Regions from separate parts of the Xenopus tropicalis genome. Here region 1 is linked to region 2. The links are chromatin contacts, called in public Hi-C maps. All regions are on one chromosome and are shown on one strand. The core of a region is the stretch at or near the end of the contact, and the rest is flanking DNA. Distances in the headings are between cores, read along the strand shown.

What was found. A called contact is a pair of places that touch in the nucleus more often than the background predicts.
Region 1: a Hi-C map of liver shows a contact between it and region 2, with 5 times the contacts expected there. The contact joins two enhancer-like sites. A contact is called at or near these places in 3 of 5 Hi-C or Micro-C datasets (brain, gastrula embryo and liver).

What each region holds. Positions count from the first base shown.
Region 1 is chr3:36,340,946-36,345,301 of UCB_Xtro_10.0, reverse strand. No RefSeq gene overlaps it. Among named protein-coding and RNA genes, the nearest start is that of slc22a4, 40 kb to the left of the region's middle. Within about 2 kb of position 1,586, at least 1 of the 11 cell types and tissues checked has an H3K27ac peak or open chromatin away from gene starts, as enhancers often do. A contact at or near this core is called in liver, where this site is marked.
Region 2 is chr3:36,296,029-36,300,130 of UCB_Xtro_10.0, reverse strand. All of the region lies in intron 1 of LOC116409712 (a long non-coding RNA gene), which reads left to right. Among named protein-coding and RNA genes, the nearest start is that of irf1, 78 kb to the right of the region's middle. Within about 2 kb of position 2,515, at least 3 of the 11 cell types and tissues checked have an H3K27ac peak or open chromatin away from gene starts, as enhancers often do. A contact at or near this core is called in liver, where this site is marked.

The sequences.
Region 1 (4,356 bases), core at 337-2,836, 46 kb before region 2:
TTTTATTGTTTCCACTTGGGTCCCCCAAGTGCAATATCCCCTGTATTCCCCTGATTGTGGCCCTGTCTACACATACTATCATGCATTTACATACTCCTGGGAGGAAACTAAAGGGTATCAACAAAATTCATGAGGAGGGATTCAGGAATGGCAAGAAAAGGGAAATAAAGGTCCCCATACACTATAAGACATCGCCAAGCGAGCGGATCTTTACCCGATATCCCCACCTACGGGTGGGCGATATCGGGTAGGAAGTTGCTTTAAAAAAAAATAATCCGATTGTTTGGCCCTGAGACCAAACGATCGGATTACATTTTGCGGCCATGGGCAGTCGGTTCGGGGACCGCATCAACGAGCCGATGCAGTCCCCGATCAGACCAGATTTTCTAACCTGGCCGATCGATATCTGGCCAATTTCAGGCCAGATATCGGTCGGCCAGGCCGCTCGTTTCTGCCCATATACGGGCCGATTAGCTGCCGAATCGGTCCAAGGGACCGATATCGGCAGCTTCTATCGGCCCGTGTATGGGGGCCTTAAGACAGAGAGATGGAGAAGGGGAGTAAGGAGAAACAAGGAAGAAGATCTGTCAGAGAGCTGAGAGCAGGTCTGACAGAGAGATGAGGGAACAGGATGGGGACTGGGCAGTGAATTTATGGGGAGGAGGGTAGGTGGATAAGGCTAGTCAACTGGGACGTGGTACCATCTCAGCACCTGATGAGACAAGGCCGCTTTGATTCCACCCGTGCTGTATGTGGGAAGGGGCTGGACTGTACAGTAAGCTAAGGGACCCAAAGAACTACATGTATGTGTATATTTAGCAAAAATAATACCTAAAGCAGAATTCATATTTATTTGTAACAATGATGCTTTAACTCCAATCGCTAACACAAACATTTAGATGTGTATTTTCTTATTCCTTTGTTACAGTTACATTTGAATTATTCATCATTAGGGGAATAAATGACCACTACTAATTACTAATTTTTTATTTTTAAATAAACATGTGCATTTCTCAAGGGATTTAAGTTATAAAAGAGAGACAGCTTAAATGATAGGCTTGAATGTGTGTCCTACATCAAATTTAGTAGATATAATGCGTCATACATTTTGTATATCGTTTCCAAATATAAAGAAAAAAACACACACACAGCTTTAACAAAAAAAATAGTATTGAATTTCAATTGGATTTACACCTTTTTTTCTCTATATGGCATCACAATCTTCCCTGTCTGCCCCTTTGTGCCCCAGGCAAGGAAATGTACGCAAGTTTACCTTATGAAACTGTATCTGTAAAGCATGTAGCACAGGTCCCATATCTAAATTCTGTTTAAACTAGTGATATAACAGGGATGACTTTCAAAAGGTCCACAGTGTTTTTTCTTTTTACTATGTGCTGCCAAGTTTTCCTGCCAGCTAGGAAGCTGAATGGCAGCAGTAGTCATAGTGAAGCAAACCACTTTTGCATATAATCATAAAAACATTTTACCCTTATGTTGTTGGTTGAAACGACCCTAAGAGGGAGACAAAGTACATACATAAAAAGCGAGTTACAAATACAGGAAACACCTGGCATTAGCCCAGATGAACCCTAGGAGCTGTGGTAATTAATATGGGTTCATGCAATTCAAGTTCCTCCTTTACTTTGCTAAATACTTCCCCCAATTCAGTAACAGTAGGGCCTCTGTCTTCACTTAGGCTTAGAGACAACATCTGCTTTCAGCACTGTCAGCACTCTGACATATCAGTGGGCATCATTGGATCTAGTCCCCCTGTGCATATCCTTTCTAGTAATAACACTTGTGAGATATAATATCCAATAATTTGGGGCGTGTGTTGGACATAATCATATGAAGGGCCAGCACATTATGCATAATACAGGCTAGTTTAGATATTCATTCCGCCCATTACACTGTACAATTGTCACTGCATTAATAAGGTGCCTATCTGTAAGATAAGAAGTGTGCATGTAACTATGAGTAGACAATACTGTGCAACAATAAGCTGTGTGTGTGTTTGCTGCAAGTCCCAGGCAGAATGTCCTTTATCAGTCCATGCACACCTGTTAAGTGTATAGGTTTTTTTCTCACAAACATGGAAATAAGCTTTTGCCTTTTATGACTTGCATAAAATACAACAGCGATTCCCAACCAGTAGCTCACCAATCCATTGGATGTTGCTCCCAGTGGCCTCAAAGCAGGTGCTAATTTTTGAATTTTTGGTTAGGAGGCAAGTTTAGATTGCATAAAAACCCAATGTAATTGCCAAACAGAGGCTTCTGTTGGCTTCCAGTCAACATAGGGGCTAGCAAATAGCAAATCACAGCCTTTATTTGGCACCATCATTTACATTTTTCATGCTTGTTTTGCTCCCCAACTCTTTTTTCATTTGAGTGTGGCTCACAGGTTGGGAATCCCTGAAATACAAAAATGAGGCAAAGTCCACAGAGGGGCAAAAGCGGCCTTGTAGTTTGTGTTATATTACACTGATCAAATGGAAGCAAGTAAGTGATGTGGCTCCCAAGGCCCATGGGGGGGACTTGCCATACACTTGTCTATACTGGTACACCCCGACCAAGTTGGCGTCATTCAAAGCAGACAGGTGGGAGACAACATCAGAAAAGCCATAAATCAAGTTTCACTTGTGTGCCACTGCCCATGGCAACCATACTACTCAGATACCCAAAAGTAATTTGCTAGGCTTAATTGGAAGTTCATGATGGCAATACTTAAAGCTTTAAACTTCCCTCTCCCCTTCAGACAAGGGGTATAGCAGCTATATAGCTCCCCATCAGCTAAGGTAACCACGATAGGAATACTCTCTGCAGACATAATCAGAGGTGGAGTGAGACAAGACTGCCCTCTCACCCCTCTGGTTCTCTCTTTCTTTAGCAAACGCAGTGTGTCTTGACCCACACATAAAGGACAAAATTGGACTATCCACAGATGACATTCTCCCTACTCTAAGCTCACCCCAGACATCATTGCCACACCTCAGCCACACAATTCAGTCCCGTTGGGATATAAAATAAACAGCTCTAAATCCCAGACCCTGCCTATCAAAATGCACCCAGAGGAACAGAAACTGCTGCTGTTGACCTAACTTTGACAAGACAAGACATGCACTACTTAGGGATCACTTAACTGCCTCATACAACTCCCTCTATGAAACCAATTATTCCTACATCCCCTGCTATCAAGACTGAAAAGGGATTTGTTAACCTGGAGGAAATACAACTTTTCATGGTTCAGTCATACCGTAGCAGTAAAGATGACATTCTTCCCCAAGATCCTGTATGTCTTTTGGGTCCTTCCAAGGCAGAGTAGCTGACTCCCTACAGAAATCGGTCATGAGCTTCATATGGGAAGACAAAAACCCAGAGTCAAATAAGCTATCATATGTAAGCCTAAATCAATAGGGGGCCTTGGGGTACAAAATATCTTTAGATACTACCTGCCAGCTAGGCTGACAGGCCAAATAGCTACTTACAGAACCCCACACATGTCCTGGCTGTAAATTTAAAACAAACTGTTTGCCCTTTTCTTGCTGGTGGTATGGATCCCCCCCCAAAGACAAGATAGACCTGGGGGCAATACTGCCAATCACTATCCAGTTCAATGTTTAATCCAGCACCACCTTCCATATGAAGGGCAGGAGGCAAACAACGAGTTTATTTTCAGAGTGAGGCAATTTCTAGCAGCATGGTAGGACCATATTTGTATGGAAGCCAGTCTGCAAATAGCTGTTCACTCTGTGGGTGTGCCGGGTTTGGATTCTGCTGCTGGAGTATGAGGGTTTAGCTGTGGTGATTGCAGCAGGGCAGCCTCTAAGTCCTTCCTTGTTGCCGACACAGCCTGAAATGATACCACTGACCTTCCATACAAATACTAACAATATGGGAGCTATCTATGAAGAACCCTGTTCTGCAAACCACAATGTTAGCTTCCAGAGTGGGCAGTCCATGTGGGCAGTTATAGTGACCAGTCTCCAGATTATAATAAGGCCAATGAGAGCTGATACTCCTGGAGCCATGGGAAGATGTTCAGTGAGTATGGCCAGCTCAGTCTGTCTATTGGTTCTCAAAGAGAACAGCTCTTGTTTCTGGGGAACCTTAGTCCATAGGCTGCTATTTGAGTCTCTTTAGCAGAGCGACCCACTTTCATTTCCTCCTAGGTTCAAAACTACCCTTGCTCAGAGGATTGCACCTACTCACCAGCATCCTGGGGAGCCTCACATTAAGCTCGGTCTGATGGTTTGGGCCTACACACACTTGAACCATGAACTCCGGTTCCATGACCTGTGCTGCAGCAGCATTATAACCTGTTTTAAAATGCATTGAAATCTGGTTCCCTGAAACT
Region 2 (4,102 bases), core at 1,266-3,765:
TAGAAAAGAATGAGATTGATTTATGTTAAGCTTCCTCGGAATGCAGATAAAGACCTGCGCCAGGGGGTATATAGGCACCCAGTCACTGACAGACTCACGCATAGGTTAAAATGTCATATATGTCGCTTGTCAGTCCTTGTTTTGCTGTGTGTATATTTATTTTCACTGCAGCAGACTGAAGGAATGTTGCCAATCTGGTGATGCAGCTTTCTCGCTGTCTCTTCTTTACGGAACGTTCCCCAGATTATAATCTGTATATTGTCACCTTGACATAATCCATAGCTCATACTAAGCAGTTACCTACCTATCCCTGCCAGCTTTTCTTGGGCAACTAATTCAGTTTGGCCTTTAAGCAGTGATTGGTCTGTATCTTTTGCTTAGCCCTCAGGGAGATGTGTGAAGGCCACTCCAGGGGCCACTGAGGGGGTGAGGGGCCCCAGAGGCAGAAGTCCCGGTGGGCCCTGCACCCCCCCAGTCCAACTTCAGAACTGGGGAATGGGCAGGAGATTTTTTGAGATGCTGTTTGAATCTCCCAGCCACCCACCCCACAGTTCTGGCAACTGGGGAACCTTCTGTAGCAGCAGCAGGGAGTAGGCGAGTTTTGTGTGAGCTGGGGGGGGTCTGCAAGGGGGTTGAGGGGGGCAGGGGGGGCGAGTGGCCTAGCGGCGCACCATCTTTAAATTCAGCCCTACTTGGGACATTTTAAAACTGGATCTTCTTTCCATTTAAGTAAAATTACAGATACAGTATGAGATGGATAATCTGCTCATTTCTGATAGTTCATTGGCTGGGAAACCTCTGACACAATTAAATAGTTTAGCCTGCCTTGTCCCAGGCTTCCCTAATTCCGCCCATAGACTTCCCAGGAAGCATCGGTGATGCAACCAATACCCAGAGCAGTGAAACATGAGAATAAAACTGTGTGTGAAATCCACTTTCTTGGTCCAACTGTAAATAATCGTGTTATAATGGTGTGTGCCACATGTCTAACATGGCTATCAGCAGACACAGCATCTGATAAGGAAGCTCGGCAAGTGTTGTGGCGGCTCTGATAGCGAGTGTTGCACCAGCACTTCCGGAGATAGAGAGGAATTCTGCAACCATCTGCTGTTCTGTGGCCTAGAGACAGGAGCTGGACTGTATAAGGCACAGCAGGGCCTCAATGTACATTCCAGCGGCCTCAAATGTTTAGAAATTCCCATTTGCTGCATTCTGGGATTTACCAGCTGTACCAAAAAAACAAATCAGAATGGAGCCCTGACTTTCTCATTTTCTTTTCATTACTTCTGTTTTCTCTTTTTTTCCTTTCATGTAATCATATCTGTCTCTAAATCCTATCTGGCCCATGCTGCTTATTAATTATTTATAAATTAATAATTGATATTATTTGCAAAGGACACGGAAGGAAGCACACAGTACAGTACATTGATTTACTGGTTCTTTTCTTAAAATCAGGTGCAAGCACAGCATTTTCACAGGTGAAATTCTATTGTTACACTGGGGCATCTTAACGGCAGTGCAATGACTGAGGCTTAGATGCCAGTGATGGTTACACAAATACTTAGCCCTGACCCCCCCCCCCCCCGGACCTTTAACTCATTAGCTGCTCTGCAACAGCAATTATTACTGAGGTGCCCCTATTGATTTCCATCAGAATATGTCAGTATCACTTCATCCCTTTCTGTTGTCCAACATTGTTGTATCAGACATTCTGATATAGTTTTAGGGGTATCCTGGCCAGAGCATAAGCACCCTGAACTACCTACAAGATCCTCTGCTTGGGCATTACTAGTAGGAGAAATCCCCCAGTCTGATAATGGTAGCTATAGTGTAATAATTCCACCCTACCCTTACACACATACCTCACTTATCCCCTCATTAAATGGATTTATCTCCCCTCTCAGTAATTAGGTATCCAGTTATTTTCCATTAATGCTTTATAATACAAAAACATTAAAAATAATAAAACATAGAATATGTTTTGGTTTTTTTTAATTAGGAATACTAATACAGGTATAGAACACCTTATCCGGAAACCCATTATCCAGAAAGTTGGATAGGGGTTGTGTAGGGTGAATTGTTTATCCCCTGTTATTTTGCAGAAGGCAAGGAAGGGGTTAATCTTATATATATGTAAAGGTAACTCAGTAAAGTTCAGAGCCCATCAGGCTGCAGCTATGAAGAGCACTTTGTTCTTGTGGTTGTGAAAGTTCCGTTGCAGACACTGACACTTGTGCGGTTGCACAGACTCTAAACTCTCTCATACATCCCTACCCCAGAGCCAGCAAGCTAACGTCTCACACTGTATGCACTAAACATACAGATTACTTACAAAAATACAGCAAGAGCTCAGTTTCATCCACGCCGGTGGAAAAGCATTTTGGAGAGATTAGTCGCCCGTGGCAGCAGAGATCTTTCTCGGGTAACTAAATCCTTCCATGGGACATTAGCCTAAGGGCACAATTAGTAAACTAATCGGTATACTGCAACTGGTCACACAATTGGTTGCAGTGACCATTATATAACCTATGGGAGCTAAATTGCTGCAATTAGTCGCCACAAAGTTGTGGTGACAGTGAGCTAATTAGTAGGTTTGGCGACCCTGCCATAGACAATACTGAGAGTTGCCTCTGCTAAAACACACATAGAGACAATTATCAGCATTGTCTATTTTTGTAGCCGTGACAATTAGCTGTGTGTGTCTTCACCCTTAATGTGTAAGCACGCCTTCTCTATAGAAAGCAATGTTACGCATGTGGGAGAAAAAACAGCTGGCACTTAGAGTAACTGGCAACTGACTATGCTATATTCTAGACACATTAGTTGATGCAAAGGCTACAATATAGTAGATAAGCTGAAGTTATTGCTTGGTACTTTGACCCTGCTGTAATTTAGCAGGATAGCAATGATGTATGTGTTCCAGGAAAAACCCCAAGAGGAATCTCTTTTTACCTATGGAGCTCTGTCGCTGGATAAGACATTTGTAACACAAAATACATTATGTAATCTCAGAATTCATTTTTTGCCGACAAAAATTGTGAGGCAAAATTTGCTTATGTGGAATTAGTTTTTGTAATTATTATGTAAAAAATGTAGATTTGCCTGTACAAAATTGAGGGAAAAGAAGGCAATTTGTGAAAAAAGAGCAGATTTATCATGGACGAGTAATCTCCACATGTCATGCTTAATTGTGGGAAAATGCAAGGGAGGCAACTTCCTATGATAATGCTGGATCGCCTGGGTTTTACTAGTGGCAATTTTAATGTTATACTCTGTATGGCCAGTTATTTACAGGAAATTTGTCACCCATATTAGCACAGATTTAACCACGAGTGACAAATCTTACCATGTGCCATCACCCTAACCCTATCTTGGTTGGGATCAGCTTACAGGAGGCTTTATTTGGTAGTAAATCTTGTTTTTATTCAACCAAAACTTGCCATCAAGTCTGGAATTCAAAAATAATTCCCTGGTTTGGGGGCACTGAGAGCAACATCCAAGGGGTTGGTGAGCAACGTGTTGCCCCCAAGGCACTGGTTGGGGATCACTACCCTAACCATTCCCCACTAGCCATTCCCCACTAGCCATTCCCCACTAGCCATTCCCCACTAGCCATTCCCCACTAGCCATTCCCCACTAACCATTTCCCCACTAACCATTTCCCCACTAACCATTTCCCCACTAACCATTTCCCCACTAACCATTTCCCCATTAACCATTTCCCCATTAACCATTTCCCCATTAACCATTCCCCACTAGCCATTCCCCACTAGCCATTTCCCCATTTACCATTTCCCACTAGCCATTCCCCATTAACCATTTCCCCATTAACCATTCCCCACTAGCCATTCCCCACTAACTATTTCCCCACTAGCCATTCCCCACTAGCCATTCCCCACTAGCCATTCCCCACTAGCCATTCCCCACTAGCCATTCCCCACTAGCCATTCCCCACTAGCCATTCCCCACTAGCCATTCCCCACTAGCCATTCCCCACTAACCATTTCCCCACTAACCATTTCCCCACTAACCATTTCCCCACTAACCATTTCCCCACTAACCATTTCCCCACTAACCATTTCCCCATTAACCATTTCCCCAT